Regions from separate parts of the Anser cygnoides genome. Here region 2 is linked to region 1. The links are chromatin contacts, called in public Hi-C maps. All regions are on one chromosome and are shown on one strand. The core of a region is the stretch at or near the end of the contact, and the rest is flanking DNA. Distances in the headings are between cores, read along the strand shown. Region 1 holds the start of LOC106045318 (radial spoke head protein 6 homolog A-like). Region 2 overlaps CXXC4 (CXXC finger protein 4).

What was found. A called contact is a pair of places that touch in the nucleus more often than the background predicts.
Region 2: a contact with region 1 is called in a Hi-C map of granulosa cells, with 2.2 times the contacts expected there. The contact joins the enhancer-like site here to the promoter of LOC106045318 in region 1. A contact is called at or near these places in 2 of 7 Hi-C or Micro-C datasets (granulosa cells and liver).

Annotation. Positions count from the first base shown.
Region 1 is chr4:74,367,410-74,371,215 of Taihu_goose_T2T_genome, forward strand. It overlaps LOC106045318 (radial spoke head protein 6 homolog A-like), which reads right to left and starts at 1,607. Exons shown (of 8, transcript XM_048066449.2): 1 at 1,392-1,607; 2 at 934-1,307; 3 at 216-447. The coding sequence starts at 1,607. It overlaps LOC106045331 (a long non-coding RNA gene), which reads left to right and starts at 1,523. Exons shown (of 9, transcript XR_010831572.1): 1 at 1,523-1,649; 2 at 2,392-2,545.
Region 2 is chr4:74,752,187-74,755,992 of Taihu_goose_T2T_genome, forward strand. All of the region lies in intron 7 of CXXC4 (CXXC finger protein 4), which reads right to left. Among named protein-coding and RNA genes, the nearest start is that of TET2, 42 kb to the right of the region's middle. Within about 2 kb of position 1,700, at least 1 of the 3 cell types and tissues checked has open chromatin away from gene starts, as enhancers often do.

The sequences.
Region 1 (3,806 bases), core at 357-2,856:
CAAACTAAGTAACCAGCTGTGTTTTCTTCACAACTTGACACGGGACCAACTTAACTGTGAAGAGGGTACATGCTACTGTGGCTGTTAATCATTTCATGCAATCATGAGAGGCAATATTATGGGGGAGACCACAACTTCCACCTTTTCTCTTTTGCCTTCCTGCCACCCATCTCTCCAGTATATTTGATATCTATTGTTCTCTGATAATAACTCACTATCTTTTCTTCTAGTTCTTCATCTCCTTCTTCATATGCCTTGAGGAACAAAGTTTTACGCCTTTCTGCAGATTCAAATGTTGGAAGCATTGCAGGTTCATCTCGAAGAGTATCCATTTTTTTCTGAAATTGAGCCCACTTCACATCCTTGCTGATATTCTCAATTATGTCTACCACATTTGTGGGCTGTTCATCCAGGATCTTTGTTAGGGTATTAGCAAGATGATCATATCTGTCATATAAATATAAGTATTATTATTGATCTACTATTACAGAAGTCTTAGAATATTGTTTTTAATATCAAAAGTACAAGCTAATCACCTGGGCTTCAGAGAAATTGGAACAGTTAGATGAAAAGGGATCATGCAGCATTTTGGAAAATTAGACTTAAAACTAGCCTCTTTGTAATATACTTAAGAGTAGCCTCATCTTCCATTTTTCGTTTATCCCACATCTGACCGAGGAGCTAAAGCAGAATTCAAACCTGGCCTTAATCTAATCGAAGTCTCTTTGAACACCATAAATTCCCTCTGAAATTTTGATTGAAAGGGGCCAGACACACAATTATAGCATAGTGATTAAATACTGCATTTATAACATGTTCTGCTTTTCTATACTCTGCTATCCCTGATAGCATAACCCTTTACCCTTTCACCACTACTTCCATCTCCACTAATACTTCCTACCCCTTTCACTCTTGTCTCTTTTGCAGACTTACAAGTTCAGGCCAGATGTTGTGCTGCTCGTCAGCAAGTAGGCTTTTGCATTCTGAATTGCCAGCATTCGGGCTTCGGGATCTGGTATTTGATCATCATATGGGCTGTATCCTGGCTGATAGAGCCCATAACCGGGTTCGTGTGGCTGATAGGGGCCATGCCCATCTTCATAGGCTTGGTAAAGCTCCTGTCCTGCTCCGTATGTCTGATAGGCACTTCTTGGTTCCTGTGTTTGGTAAGGGTCAAATCCCAGCGCTTTGGACTGATTCATGCTTTGGCTTGCCTCCTGCGCCTGGTGAGAGTCCTGTCCCTCTGCATATCTCTGGCTGAAGCTTACTTCTGGTACCTGGTGCTCATAAGAGGCTTGTTCCATCCCCTATGGATGATATTGAGTCAGGGTCAGTAATTTATACGGTGCCTGACCGACACTTTCTCGTCAGTAGGGGTCTCAGTAGCGTACCTGCTGCTGGGAGACCCTGCTTCCCAGCTCTTGGGGCTGATCAGCCCCCAACCCTACCTCCTGCTGTTCCCGGGAACCTGCTCCCGCTTCTGACATCCGAGGCCCCGACTCCTCAGAAAGAGACCGACAGAGGCGTCCGCCGTTGCTAGAGGCGCGGGGCCCGGAAGGGGTGGACCCGGCGGCAGTGCTGAGGAAGGGCCGGACACCCGCCGCCATTTGCCGCCGCGCCCCGCGGGCGCTTGGAGTCCGCCATTACAGGTGGGCTCCGAGGGGGGCAGCGTTCGGGGCGTTCCCGCCTCCCACCAGTAATCAAATGTTAAAATGCTTGAGGACGAGTTTCAGTGTTACAAGGGAAGAACCTGCTGACTTTTTAGTTACTCAAGATTTGCTTGACAGAAATGTGGTAGCGCAGCGGGGCATGCTTTTGCAGCTCCATCAGGTGTTGTGCTACAGCACTACCAACTACAACTGGTTGAAGTTATGTTAAAGTTAAAAACCTTCACTGTATGTCAAAAAGTTTCTCATGTAAATCATGTCCTTTGTTGCTTATGCTCAACCTCACATCATCTTCTTAATTGCTTATGACCAAGTCAGTAAAGAACTCTTACTAGTTGACTAACCATGTACCTAGTATTCAACAAGGAGGCTATAAAACAAGTAGTTGTTTTTTTCGTAAGCCTTTAGGCAAGCACATTTAAACAAACGTCTAAAGCTGGCCGGCCCAAGAGTAAGTGTCAAATGTTTTCTAAAAATTTGACATGACAAATAATACCATGCCAGGGTACCCGAGTGAAGAAATTGGAGCTGTACACATCTCTACAAAATGCCCTGTTAACGTTATAAAACAAAATAGCGCAGCTGTTTGAACTGTAAAATATTCTTAATCTGTGATCAATGGATGAATTAACATAATTTTTTATAAATACAGCTTATTTTGGATACTTCTTAGAAGTAACCAGAAAAAAATAATTCTGATGAGGCATTGCAAATTGCTTTCCAGTTCCAAGAGAGTGAATGCCAGAAGAACCACTGAGGAATCTGACTTGGAACAGCAGCAACAACAAAACAGCTTTCCACATCCTTTCATAGGCAAGGCATTTAGAAGAAGAATTTAAAAGTTCCTGCACAACGTCCCTGTGATGCCAAAAAGTAAGGTAATATCATGAAAATGTTAATTCTGCTGAGATTCAACATGAAGAGGTTTTGACTTCCTGGTATTTGCAAGGAGTGCGCCGAAGGTCGTAATTTTGCAGATGTATTTGCAGAGCTTACACATCAACTGCAGAGGGCGCTACAGTACTTGTGAATTACTTTTTATTTGCTCTCCGTAGTTCTTATTTGGAGGAAAACCTTGCTTTGTTGTTTAGTAATTAATTTATATAAAATGTATGAAATTATCATTATTTGTGTAATGTTTTGTGAGGCACCTGCTCAAGAAAGGCCAAGTGCTTTATCTTTACAACCTCTATTAGCAAAGAAAGAGAAAATTAAGAGCATGTGTATTTTGCCACAGTGTTACTCTCTGCCTTTACTATTATATAGATTATTAAATCTACGAGGGGCTCAGGGCAGAGAGTACCTCAGTGCAGAAGGATGTTTTATCAACATGGTGTCATGATCTCTCACCAATAAAGAAGAATAGCAACTGAAAATATACAATAATACTGCAGAATCTCACTGTAGCGAACACAATCAGTAGGATGTGTTAATTAGCTGACGAGTAACTAAAGTATTTCCTAATGTTTTTCCAAGGGAGATATGCTAATGGCTTGTGTTGATACCTGACCACAGCAGATGGTCTCTCTTGTACTATGAATTCAAGACATTTTTTCAACAGCACTTTTTAAACTGAAATCTTGTTGTCTGCTGACTTCCAGTCGCAGATCCAGAGGTGGTATAAAATGTCACATGTAGAACTGAACATTTGTTGCATTGCAGTACAGTTTCATTGCTGAATTTTGAACACGCTTGCACTGGTAGGGGAATCTGAATAGAGCTTCCCATTTCACATAGGAATCCTTCTGTGCTCTGTTAATTTGAAAGCAATCATTGAATTAAAAAGCCCAGCTGCAGGTCCCACATGTGTGTCTTCCCAGAAGCATGCTTTCACCATCAGACTGATAAGTAGCAGCTGTAACCAGTGAGGTGGTTCCTGTGAAGTGGGCAAGGCAAGTTTATCTGCATTTTGCCCTTGTCTTAGGAGTTGAGTGCTAATGCTTTCCGTGCAAAAAGTGTTCCTGCAAGCAGCTGCCAGGTGTGCTGTCTGTCAGCTCGCTAGAGAGGAAGGCCTAATTAGTCAATTTTTAGGTTGCAAATCATGTTTAAGACTGAAGTGCCCCTGAGCATGTGAGGATGAACTTTACCTTTTCCTTTAATGTATGTTTATGAATTAAATATGGTCAATCTGCATGTAAC
Region 2 (3,806 bases), core at 450-2,949, 380 kb after region 1:
AATTGCCCTTCTGGGCCTCCATGCTTCTTGTCCCTCAGCAATTTCAATATATATTTATTCATTACAAGGAAACTGGGGGGGAGGTTGTAATTAAGTCCTCCTGCTCCACTTTTTTTTTTTTTTTTTTTTACCAGAAACTTGACTCAAAACAGGTTTTTAGTCCAAGAATTGAGATCTATTTTCTAACACATGCTTTATGCATTTCTAGACCTCACCTAGATTAGAAGTGGATGAGCCAAAGCAAACACACATGTGCACACAAACACACAGTGCTAGGTGCGTTTTTCTGTGTGTGAGTGCAAAAAAAAAAAGACAGAGTGAGTTTGCTTTCCCTGTACTTCTGCATCTGTAAGCAAGGAGGCTTGAAAACCCTGCAAAGAAACTCTGTTCCCTTGAGAATTCCTGCCTAGCTCTCTGCAGACTGAAGCAGCAGTCTCTGGCTACTGTGCACGGGAATCCCAGGATTTTGGCACAGTTTTAGCATCAGCATCATTAGAAACATTGATTTATTTTAATTGCCACCTTGTACCCTGTACCGCCACATGCAGTCAGAATGTCAATTCTTTATCAATGTGCGCGGTTGACATGGAAACAGATCAGCTGAAATGGAAGCAATAAGAAAAAAACGTGTTGCTCCTCTAAGTTATACTTAGAAGTGGTAAATCTGTTGTGTGTGCTACAGCAGATTTAAATACTCAATAAACTACACCGAAGAAATAAACAACTATTTGGGGTGACAGTCATTTTAGTTGTTTACATCATCGACTGCATTTAGGAAAGCTCCAGTGTTACTATGGAAACCACTTTTGCTTAAACGTAGTTGTGGACGCACTTTAGGTATGATCTAAATTAACTGAAGATGGAGGCACAAATCCTGGGGGGGGGGAAAGAGCTGAAGGAGCGACTGGCGGCTCCCTGCCAGCCCTTCCCGGCGGGGGGACAGGCACAGCGGTCCGTAGCTGAGACCCCTCGGCTTGTCCCTGTCTACGCTCCCAGCGAGGACCTGAGGCAGCTGAGAGGCTGCACAGGTTTAGGGTTTAAAGATAACAGAGACGCAGAGCTGCTTATCATCCCCACGCAGCTCGTAACGCACCCCAGGGCCACTCGTTCTCTCCCTCCGGTCACCAGAGGGGTGGTGGTGAGAACAGGAGCCTGCAAGAGGCCCGCTCCCCACCTCTGGCAGAGTTTGGGGCTTTCCTCTGTGGGATCTCTCCCCACAAAAGAGGAGAGCTGCAGGAAGGTGAATCTGTTGCAGAAGCCTTCTGCCAAAATCTGCGACTCTGAGCGGCCGCTGCCTCATGATTAACTTCACAGAGCTAAGAAACTGTCCTAAAAGATGCAGCACAGACCTTTGACCAACACCACATTTCCACTAGAAAGATTAAATCTCTGTGCAGCTAAAGCTAGTTTCATAGTCATAGGGAACAAGGCCAGAGGGGCCACTGTGATCTGCTGTTCTTAATAGGGATTAAAGGAGCCTACGGCCTCCAGAACACCTGCCTCCCAAGCTGAAAGCGAACGACGGCGAGATGGAGATCAGTGAGCAGAAAATGGAGGGAGAGGCTCCTCTGCCCTCTTGCCAGGTGCCAGGGCAAGGGGCAGCAGAAGGAGCAGACACGTTTAAAATGACTTCTCTAAACAGGATCACGGAGGCGTTTGGAGCCACGGGCTGTTCAAAGCCTGAGGAGCCCGGCAATAGCGTCAGGCATTCCAGCTCTGAACTTGCTGGGGCAACCCCCACACGCTTCTACTGTGCTAAGACATCAAGGAATGTGGGCTTTTTTTTTTTTTCCCCCCTTTTCCTCCCTTTTCCGGTTTTCACGTTTCTGCATGATTACATTAGATAATGATACATACCTCCCAAAGCTCGTGCATCAATTAACAAGGTAAGGAAGGACACACATCATTAACTACACACCAGCCTGTGAAATACGGGCATGGAATATGGCATAACATGCTAAAAATAGCATGGAGGCCTGCCTTGTTTAGGTCAAGTTTTTACTTTAATTCCCTAATAAAACATCTGATATCAAACAACGAAGTGGAAGACACACCACTGCTTAGCCTCAATGGGTGCTCCAGACAGATCCGCTGTGACTTAACTTGCACAGCAAAGCCGAGAAACGTGAGTTTATGCGAGCATGAGGCACAATAGTGCTTTAACCTCATGCAGCATTTATCAACCTGAATGATCCCAAACTATTCTACAAACCAGCTACTAACCGAAAGGCTTCCACCTGTGCTGTTATCCTACACATAGGGTTTGTGTTTCGGTGAGATTCAGGCTGCGCTGGATTAGACGCTGGGCCAAACTGCTGATAGAGCTGCATACAGCCGGAGACGAGGAGACAAGCTACTGGCTGTCGCGGTTGTTCACAGACAGGGCTGTATGGAGAAAAGTCTGCTTTTCTCAAGTCGGGCTGAGGGAACAGAGCCAGATGAGAAAAAGACACGCAGCGCATGTCTCTGCGGGTACAGTGCAATTGGTCCACAGCAGAAGTGGCCAGTGAGTGCGATAGCACGGTATTTCTAGATCATTAAAGCATGCATACTGGAAGCGTTCATAGTTCTGGAAGGAGAGAAAGCCTCTGTCTGAAACCGCTTGTAGACTGTGCAGAATAGACTGATGAAGCAGAAAAGCCTCTTGCTTATACCCAATTTTCAAATGGGGAATAGGAATTTGAAGATCACCCTGGAATGTTGTAGAAAAGAAGAAAACAACCCCAGCTGCCCTGAGCATAAATGAAATGCCTTACACACACACACACACACACACACAAAAACCACCTTCCTCCTCCTCTGCTGTAGTTTGTGGTTGTCAGGAAAATATATTGCAGAGAGACAAATAAAAAAAGTATAGTGGAAATATTAGTGCAAACTCTTACTCTTTTGAAACACGTCTCATCGACAGCTTGGCTTCCAGTTAGAATGTATGAAATCATCATTTTCAAAGCCTCATCTGAAAGAATAAATGGCGATCTTACCCTATACTGATGGCAATAAAGGCAGCAATCTTCTGCCTATTCCAAACCATTGGTACTGTTTTCTAATGTCCCTAAGACGTCCGAGGAACAGATGCTCCTAAAAGCCACAGTCTCTTGATCGACTAAATTGAATGCTTTTGAGAATGTCACCCAGAATTCTCGTGTCAGTCCTGAGAAAACACAATCTAAACCAGAAGATGATTTTGATTTTCCTCCTGACTCAGCAGATGAAGAGATAATTAGATAGGGAAAATGAGTATTCTTGAAGGTAAATATACCTCCTGTAATCCTGCTGCCTACTGAACTACAGTATGCCTCCTGCAATGAGGAGCATTCTAACTCAGCATCTGGAAACCCGTCAGATTTCAGAAGTCACTCGTGGTCCCTCCTACATCATAAATGAGTACTTTAGAGCATAGAAGCCAATGCACAGAAGGAGAGGGAAGAGAGGGGAAGGCGGGATAAGTCTTTCTTGCCTCTGTCTGTGGTTATAAGCAACAGCAATAAAAGAATTCAACAGCACCACAAAAAAACTAAAGTGGGTGGATTGCCTATTCTTTTCTCCCCATTAAACCCAAATGATTCCTCTTATGGACTGGTAACATGAAGCGACTTATTTTGTCAAGTGCTCTTCAGCCTAACCATGACTTCCACCTCTGGAAGTGGAAGGATCCCATATGTCAAGTAAGCAAAGACAGGTTATCCTTCTGCAGCGATAGCTCAATGCTGATTGAAAGTCTCATTTGTCAGGGGAAAGAATTGTTGTTTTTCTTTTTAAATTAACCCAGAAGAAGAAAAAAATATTTGTCCAGACCCAAGTGC